Linked DNA regions of Gossypium hirsutum: region 2 is linked to region 1. Evidence: chromatin contacts called from public Hi-C data. All regions are on one chromosome and are shown on one strand. The core of a region is the stretch at or near the end of the contact, and the rest is flanking DNA. Distances in the headings are between cores, read along the strand shown. Region 1 holds the start of LOC107946050. Region 2 holds the start of LOC107946060 (pectinesterase).

Region 1 (4,691 bases), core at 681-3,180:
CAATCCAAGTGGATCATGGAAACAATCCAATTGATAATCATGGTTGTTTCCATGAACTTGATTGTTTCCATGATTAACACTTGTCGACAAGTGATAAACAACAATCAAGTTCAATTCTTCGTAAAAATGTTGCTTATCACCACTAATCTTTTCATCCATAGCTTCCCCATTCTTGTTTTGAAGGCATTTATCCTTCAAATGTCCATAAGTACCACAGTGATAGCAAATAATTGGTAGAGACTCATATTTTACACGATGAATTCTTTTAGCTATCCTGATTTTCAAAACAAGAGGTTTAAGCAAGTTGACGTGCACAACAAATCCTGCAAATTGGCCTCGTGATCCCTTGTCAATTTGGAGATCAATCTTTATGAATGTGTCAATCATTTCTCCAATTTCATGGAGAATGCTCTTTTTGTATAACGTTCCTGACAATCCCGGTATACAAATCCATGCAACAACTTTGTGGAGGTATGATTGTAGCGTTGTGAAACTAGGAAACCGTGGTTGAACTATCAAATAGTGTCCAAAGATCACCCATTGACCCTTGGATAGAATATTCGTATAATCCTCCATTGACTCAAACTTTGCCAAGAAATAGTCATTCTTGACATCCATCAATTGAAATCTGTGTCGGTTTCCATAAGGAACACATTTTTTTCCATAAGGCATTATATCCAATCATCCTCCCAAGCAATTTTACAACTACCATTCTGGCCATACTTTTTTCAAAGTGAATAAACACGTTCAGAAAAATCAATGGATGAAACATTATCCACTATCTCTTTTTTGACATCTTCCTCTGTTAGTTCAATATCATCCTCAACCCAGGATTCCTTTTTAGATTCAGTCTCTAGTGATGAATTCAATACCATGTTTCTAAAGGAAACCTTTTTAGGGACATCAAAATCCATCTGAACAGCCTCCCCTCCTCATCTGGCGGCTCATCCTCCTTTCGTCGGACCTTCTTAATAACCTTACCAATGCTCTCGTTCATGACCTGTAACATTTTGAAATCTTATTAATAAAAGTTATTAAATCAAAACTGTAATAGCCCAATATTGCCCGACCCGATAAATAAGTAAAACCAATACAAAAACAAAATTAAAAACCCAATTAGCCTAAGCCCAATACCCTAGCCCAACTAGCCTAAACCAGAAATCAGCGAACCCTGGCAGCATTCAGCCTCCACCGCCGCAGCAGAGCCAAGCCTCCTCCTCGCGCATGGTGCGTCTGCACGCGTGTAGTGCCTCCGTGCCAAATCCACGTGAGCCTCCGTACTTGCTCCAGGCTGGTATTGTACCTACACAATAGAAGCAACAAACCAGCGACGCAAAGAAAAACAAAAAATAGCAACCAAATAACGAAATAGCAGAAGGGGGATTTTTGTATTTCTATTCTATTTTTTTCGGCTATATAAGCCAAGATTCAAACCATGTATGAGGTTACACACGGATACAAAAAAGGGCAGAGAATCGAATGTAAAAAAAAGAGGGAGGCAGATTGTATCAAAAAAAAATCAATACAAAAAAGGTTGTTTTTTTCATTCGGTTTTCCGATTGCTTTTCTTTTTTGTTTGTTTTGTTATTTCATACATATACAAGAATATATATAGAACAAGGAAAAGAAAAAAGGAAAAGGGTTGATAAACCTTACCTGGATCGGTGCGTTGCCGAATCCCACCTCCGTTCAGGCCAAGATTGAATAGGCAGGGGGTTTTCGACACTGAAGCGACGCAGAGGGGGTGAAGGCTAATGTCTGTTTGTTAACATATGTTTTTAGGGTTTAAAGGGGGTTTTATTTGGTGCATAAAATGGTGCCGTATTGGTCGTTTGATAGCCCTCGACCCGCGCGGTGACCGGACCCGAGGGGAGGATCCGCGCGTTTTGGGTCTGAGGGGCTATTTGCGCATTGAATCCCTCTGCATTTTGTTTTCACTTCAATTTGGTTTTTCTTAAGTTCTTAATTGCTGCCTTATGTCTGATTCGGATTCCAATTGGATCCACGAGCGAACGATGTCGTTTTATCAATTGGATCTAAATGTTCTAATTTTGCATTTAATTGCTACATTGGTCCTTGTATTTTAAGTAGATTTTAAATTCGCCCTTTCAGATTTTTGTTTAATCTTAATGTAATGATTTTAACTATTATTATTGTTTCATTTTCTCTTTAATTACATTATTATTATTATTATTATTTTCTTCTCTTCTTTAAATTATGTTTTATTTCTAATTTAGTTTTTATTAATTTAATTTTAAATCTAATTAGTGCATATTTTTGACATGGTTTTTTAGGATCTAGTATTATTTATTGTTTAATCTTAACATTGCTTTAAATTTATCCTTAGTTTTATTTTGATATCATATACTATTATTTTAAATTATTATTGACATGTTTTAAATTTATCATACATTTTTATATATCTATTATATATTTTTATCTTCAAACTTGACATATTACTATTTGATTTGTTATTTATCAATATGTATATTTTTATAAAGATTTTGGTATAATTTGTATATATTTTAATGTTTTGTTTAGGTTATAGCTTAAAATTCATTTTTGTATATCTATATGCTAAATGTTTGTATAAATCTTTATACAATTTTCTTAAGGTTGTTATTCTCTTATTTCAAGTTTATTTTGAGTCCATGCGTGCAATTTATTTTAAAACTTTTATATGTAGGACATTTTTTCATTCTTTATTATCTTGGTGTATTTTTAATTGATGATAGATTTGTTTAGCTTTTGAACATCAATGTTGATATTTGTATAACACTTATTTATTTGTTTTAGTTTAAGTTTAGATTGTATTTCATATTCTATATTGTATGTATTGTTATCCAATCACGTTCCTTTTTACGAGAATTGTATTTTATTAATGCACTATAGTTGTTTTATTGCTTAATTCCTAAAAGCTCGATGTTCATAAGTTCTCGAAAGAATCGCGCCTTAACTTACTAGGCTTTGATTCTTCCCGATGAATTTAGATATTCGAGTGTTCAATTTATTAAAATCATTCAATTTTAAAACTAAGCATTTGAGATTTCAAAGTGTTGAATCCTAACTTAATGGATGTGACATTTTGCTATCTCGATTTTTAAAATAAAGGAAAAGTTTGATATTTGGAATCTTCGAAGGAATTGAGCCCTAACGTATTGGGTTCCAATTTTCCTCATTGAATCTAAATAATCGAAGATTTTCTTCAATCAAAACACATAAATAAAAGCTCATTCTCGGGAATTCGATACGCCGTGTCCTAATGTATTGGACATGACATGTTGATTCCTCAATATGAGAATTTTTAAAATAATAATAAAGGCAATATTCGATATTTAGGAATTTTGTGAAATCGAGCCCTAACTTACTGGGTCTTGATTTTCTCATTTAATCCAAATAATCGGATATCCTTCTCAAAACGCATAGGTCAAGAGATAAATTTAATTTTGAGGATTTAAAATGTTGCACTCAAACTTACTGAGTGTGACGATTTATTTCTTTGAAATAAGGGAATCTCATCGACCAATTTATTTTATTCAAATTTTCTTTTCCAAGGATCGCGTTTTAAAATCTTTTCAAAACTTCGACATTAAGACATTAAACAATTTATTCGATACCAATTTTGGGCGTTACGAGGGTGCTAACCCTTTCTCGTGCGTAACCGACTCCCGAACCTGTTTTCTCAAAATTCGCAGACCTAAAATTATTTTCAAGGTGATCCGATCACACCACAATAAAAGATTGGTGGCGACTCCCATTCTTATTTTTAAAAGTCGATCCCCGTTTTTCAAATAAAAAAGAATGGTTTCGACAAAAAACTGTCAAACTTTTACATTTAAAATTTCCAAAAAAAAAACGGCATGGTAACTATTTTTAATAATTGTTACTTACAATTCTTTTTAATGGCATTTAATTATTTTTATTTGGTTTACTTCATATATATTTTAGAGTCCATGTTTGGGGTTATCCCTCCCTACAATGTTTGTTCCCAAGGTTCGAACCTGAGTCTTCCTCTTAAGAGTGCAATATGTCTTATCATTACACCAACCACTTGTTGATAATTTATGGCATTTAATTCAATATCATGCTTTTCAATATTCTAATTTCTGATATATTGCCGAATTAAAATTTGAAATTAGTGCAATTTCGAAGGTCAATCATTAATTTAATGTTTCCTAAAATACATCTTTAACATTAGTATACGCATTATTTTTTGGCCATGAAATTTATAAAATATTTCTTCAATTAGGGAATTATTTGGTTTCACATTTAACCATATACAATTATGGTAATTTATGGAAACCTATATAAATCAATATTTGTCAACATCTTCCCATCATTATCTCATTTGATGAATTTTCCCATTAGTATTTCACAACCAATTATTCATAGCATATTAAATTCATATAACTTTTTATGTTTTATATCAATGGAGTAAACAACCTAATTTTTATTTAGATTAAAGGGTTGGAACTTTTCAACCACCAATTACAATTACACTAATATATCTGATTTATTATAACTAAAATACTTTCTACCATAAAACTAAAAAAATAGCATATTTTAATTATAACACAATTGACCCGTACATCGCACGAGACATCAAACTAATTATGTATATAAAACTTTGATTGTGTTTCAAATGTGAATATAAAACTTTGATTTTGATCTACTTGTACACATTTAAAAAA
Region 2 (4,691 bases), core at 1,630-4,129, 170 kb after region 1:
ATTTGAGAGAGTGAAATGCAGGTGTGGGCTTTGATGAAAATGGTGATGGGTTTTTTTTTTTTTGTAACAGCAACTACAGGGGAAAGGGAAGAGAGAAATAGAGAAGAAGAAAGAAGATGGAAACAAAATAATAAATTTTTTTATTGATGACATCAATTATGACATTGTGATTATGTGGCACGTCACATAGGTTTACTTCATTGACTGGTGCTTGACTGATGGTCAACTCATGTTTACCGTGAAAATTAGGTTGATTTCTAAAAAAATCATAACGTTAAGGATGTCAATAAAAAAATGTTTAATGGCTCAAACGCAAAACCCCCTAAACATTTAGGGTAATTTTTTTACAATTATGCCTAATAATTATTACCCTAATTTGAAAAGGACATAAAAAATTTAAAGGTATTTACAAACCTCCTAAATTCGACGACCATGAATTTCAAGGTATCCTTAAAAAATATATATTATGAAAACTTTCACCACCCATATTAATAAATAATATTAAAATTAATAATATAAAAAATAAAAAAACCCTAAACAATTTATAAACAAATACTTTAAAATAGAGTTTTTCTATTATTAGTTATGGTAGAAAATAAGCAATTTGACATGTGATGGCAATTGATCAAAATATTTACAAAAAAGAAAAAAGGGCTAAACCGTAATTACGCCATTTAAATTTCAGGTTTCACCTCAAGCCGAGATTGAATGGAATATCAGTAGAATTCAACCACTGGTTTCCTTGTATAAATGCCCCAACAGTGAACTGATTTGCATCTGCGAAGCTCGTAATGACTCTATACCCAGGCCATGTAACTCTACGACTCGTATCCGACCCTGGTCCTCTATTCAAAAACTCCCCATAATAAAGTGTATTCAAAGCAAAATTCCCATTCCATTCCAACCATCCTGCAGGATCCACCAAATCATCTATATACGACCGCATAATAACCGTCCTCGAATACTCTTTCCAGGGACGCCCCAAATACGTCTTGAACGATGATATTACGGGGATTAAATCAGAATCGGCACGGATTTTACAGTTCAAAATTGAAATCCCAGTGTTCTGGTTCGGGTCTGCTCTTCCTTGAGCTGTGAAAACGTTCTCTTGGTCTGGGTTTGGTTTACGAGCGTATAAACTGCAGGCTTGGAAAACGGCAGCTGCGTTGCCGAAGATGCAGTCGACGGTGCCGTATATGTCGCATTCTCGGTAGAATTGCCTGAGGGAGTGGACGTAGAGAGTGTCTTGGTAGGCTACGAAGCTGCATTTGTAGAAGGCGGAGAGGTCTGATCCACTCCTTAATGCCACGGCTTGGTTCTTGCTTGGCCCTGCTGAGTTCTCGAAGGTTATCCCCTTGGCTATGAATCCGTCGCCCATCACCGCTGAAGGACCCCATACAAACAATGATGTGAAAACCCAGTATTATTATTATGGTCCCAAAGTACATTTTGATTCCATACTTTCAAATGAAAAAACAAAAGGAGATATTTTTGTAATAATATTTGTTTTGAATTGCAATAATAAAAAATATTGATTCAACTAATTAGCAAATTATGAAATTGACCTAACAAATTAACTCAATTTACAACTCCATCGTGGGATTTCAGGGTTTTTAGAGTAAATTTACAACTCCAGTACTAAAATAATCAGTAAAGCCCTATAGTATATTAACCCTAACAAAAACACAAAATTGTAGTACTGAATTTGAAGTTTTCAAAGTTAGAAACTCACCGACTGTTGCAGAGCGGAAAGTGGTATGGCCATCGGCCACATTTCTGTTTGCCTTCACCACTGTCTTCCCTATGCCGTCTCCCACAAACATCACCATTGTTTTCTCCATTTCCACCTCTATATTTTCTAGATAAGCACCAGCTTTTATATATATCACAAACCTATAATCAATTTCAACAAAAACATTCAACAATTTAAGCTCATGATTACTCCCTCAATCAATTATGAATTTGTTAAGAAATTTAATTAACCTTTCGTAGCTGTGTATCGGAGCTGCCGCAACAGCGTCGCCGATGGTAGTGAAGTTTCCACTACCGTCTTGGGCAACTATAAGGTCGAACTCAGTTGCGTCAATTGGAGCTTGTAGAAGTTTCCGATCTTTATGCGATAACCACGCCGGGAAATATCTTCTCCGGCGACCGTATTCCGGAAAAACTTCAACGGGTTTCGATTCGTTGACACCAGGGACTTTGTTGAGCATCGCTAAAGAGTTGCTGATATGATGAGATATGTTATGTAGAGCTTCTTTGATTACGTATTTAGTTTTTCCTTTGCTACCATGGAACCCATCGAGACATGTGTACTGGTTCGTCATTGCCGCGCTTAGAAACGTCTTTATCTTATGGTAGTTCCTAGAGAGCCGTACCCTCTTCGGTTTAAGCTCGGCGAGGGCTACCCTCAGCTCGGCTAGGGTATGGTTAAAAAGCTCGATGCAATCATTTATGGCCGCCCATTCTAAGGTGGTGTTACTCTTGAGACCCTTTTCAATCTCGGTGCAGTTGGCACAAGAGAGTCTCACCTCGTCCATGGTTTGGATTAAAATTGCAGAGATAAGGTCGGGGAGTGATCTAGAAGCAAGATTTTGGAGAATGGAGACAGTGGCGACGCAAAGGTCGGGATATAAAGTGCCTTCACATGCTGTGTATGCAATTTGGAGATTATTATTGACATGAAAATGGTGGGTTTCACTAGTTTCAGGGCTCTTTTCCAAAGGAACTATCAAAGAAATGAGGACCAACACAAGTAAAAGAACAAGTATGATCTTATTAGATCTTCCACTTAGATCGTACATGCTAGTTTTCAATGTTGAAAAATGGAAGAGAAGTAGAGAACAGAGAGTGGAGGAGTGAGTTTATACACACATATATACATACAAATACAGGTGTTTGTATATCTTACATTTTTACAGACCTTAATCATATATATATTTGGTAATGTGTCATAACGGGTTTAATTGAGATTAACACTCATAGTCAGTGCGGACCATTTCAATATCTTACAATAAATCTTTACAAATAAGATCACAATATAAACAATTTTACGGTAAAAAGGGAATTTTGATTTAGTAAAACCGTTTCATAAAATCTTTCCTCAACAATACACGAGTAGATTGCGAACTAAAAGCCTTTTCTTTTCTTTTCCTTTTTTTAATGTCAAGAGAATCCCTTAAACTAAAACATTATATGTGAATAACTGTCCACACGTACGATAATGAATATGGAAACTTTTGTCAAGTAATTAAGGTTCCTCTTTCAATTATTCTAGGATACATCCCTGCCTTTCTTCCCGTTCCCGGAAAATAAAGTTTTATATTAATATATAATAAATTCTGTGAATTGAGCAATTTATATTATTAATATTATAATAATTTGGAGGATGTGAGTTTCAACACACTCAAGTATGTATTATCTCTATTATTTTACAGATAGAAGGATTAGACTTTATTTAGACATTGAATAATATATATACATACAAAAGTGTTATTATATGGATTTAAAATTAAAACTAAATTATCTTGAAATATTATAGGAAATGTGACATAACTTAATACTTAATAAAAGAATGTAAAATAATCAAAACATATGTTGATGGTGTCATAAAAATATGTATGTGTACATGACAAACATCATGTGTTAAAATCTATATAATGTGAATATAACAAGAACTTATGTTTTTTCTTCAAATTGAATATGTACGATAAATTAGGTAAAATATGATAAAAATTGATATATAATACTAATAAAAATAATAATTTCTCAATTTTGAATAATTATGACAAATTGTATAAAATATTTTACAAAATGAAAGTAATATAAGCGTGACTCAGATGCACAATGTGGCAAAATATAAATACAATTAATTTCTAAGCAGGAGCGACTCCATAAATTCTTTTAGGAGTTAAAATTGAATAAATTTTTTTTAAAAGGATTAAACATAATGTATTAATTTATTATTCATCATTTTAAAGAATTAAATATATATATTTTTATTTTTGGAGACCAAAATGTAATTTTATCATAAATTAATTTTTTAACTTTATCATTTTATAGAAAACTTAAATATCAATTTTCTATTTGAGGGGAGGCAAGGCTCTGCCACTTCAAATTCACCTCTATTTCTAAGATGTGAAATTTATATATATATATATTAAGAAAAACATAGACATGACAAAGTTATTCTAAATATGGATGAACAAGAATATAATACCGGATTTATGATTGCATCAAAATATACATAAAATTAATTAGTAATGTGTAAAACTTCAAAAAATAACATGAACACAACAAAAAAATATATGCATATATATAATTAATTAATAAAGTTTAAAAATTAGATAAGTTTACATTAAAAAATAATAAAGCAAACACCTAATATAAAATTTTCTTTTTCTTAATTTTTTAAAAATATTATTCTTAATGTCCTTTTTTTTTTTTTGTGAAAAGAAAACATCAATTACATAAAACAACCATTCATGTTATCCACTTGTAGTAAATCTAAAATAACCTTAGAAGCCTTATCAATAACTTGTAAACTTTTTTTTTTTTTGAATAATATGACTGGGTTATTATAAATAAAGAGTCAAACCAATAAAATGCCCAAGAAGTTTGGGCTTAGTTCCTACTGTCAACAAACATAAAACAAAAATAAAACAAAAAATGGGCTACAAAGTTTGCCCCAT

Evidence for each region. A called contact is a pair of places that touch in the nucleus more often than the background predicts.
Region 2: a Hi-C map of leaf shows a contact between it and region 1, with 1.8 times the contacts expected there. The contact joins the promoter of LOC107946060 here to the promoter of LOC107946050 in region 1. A contact is called at or near these places in 2 of 34 Hi-C or Micro-C datasets (both in leaf).

The regions. Positions count from the first base shown.
Region 1 is chrD12:44,108,956-44,113,646 of Gossypium_hirsutum_v2.1, forward strand. It overlaps LOC107946050, which reads right to left and starts at 1,931. Exons shown (of 2, transcript XM_016880230.2): 1 at 1,135-1,931; 2 at 1-1,000. The coding sequence starts at 672.
Region 2 is chrD12:44,278,293-44,282,983 of Gossypium_hirsutum_v2.1, forward strand. LOC107946060 (pectinesterase) reads right to left here and starts at 2,880. Exons shown (of 3, transcript XM_016880248.2): 1 at 1,984-2,880; 2 at 1,733-1,893; 3 at 554-1,383. The coding sequence starts at 2,804. The coding sequence ends at 689.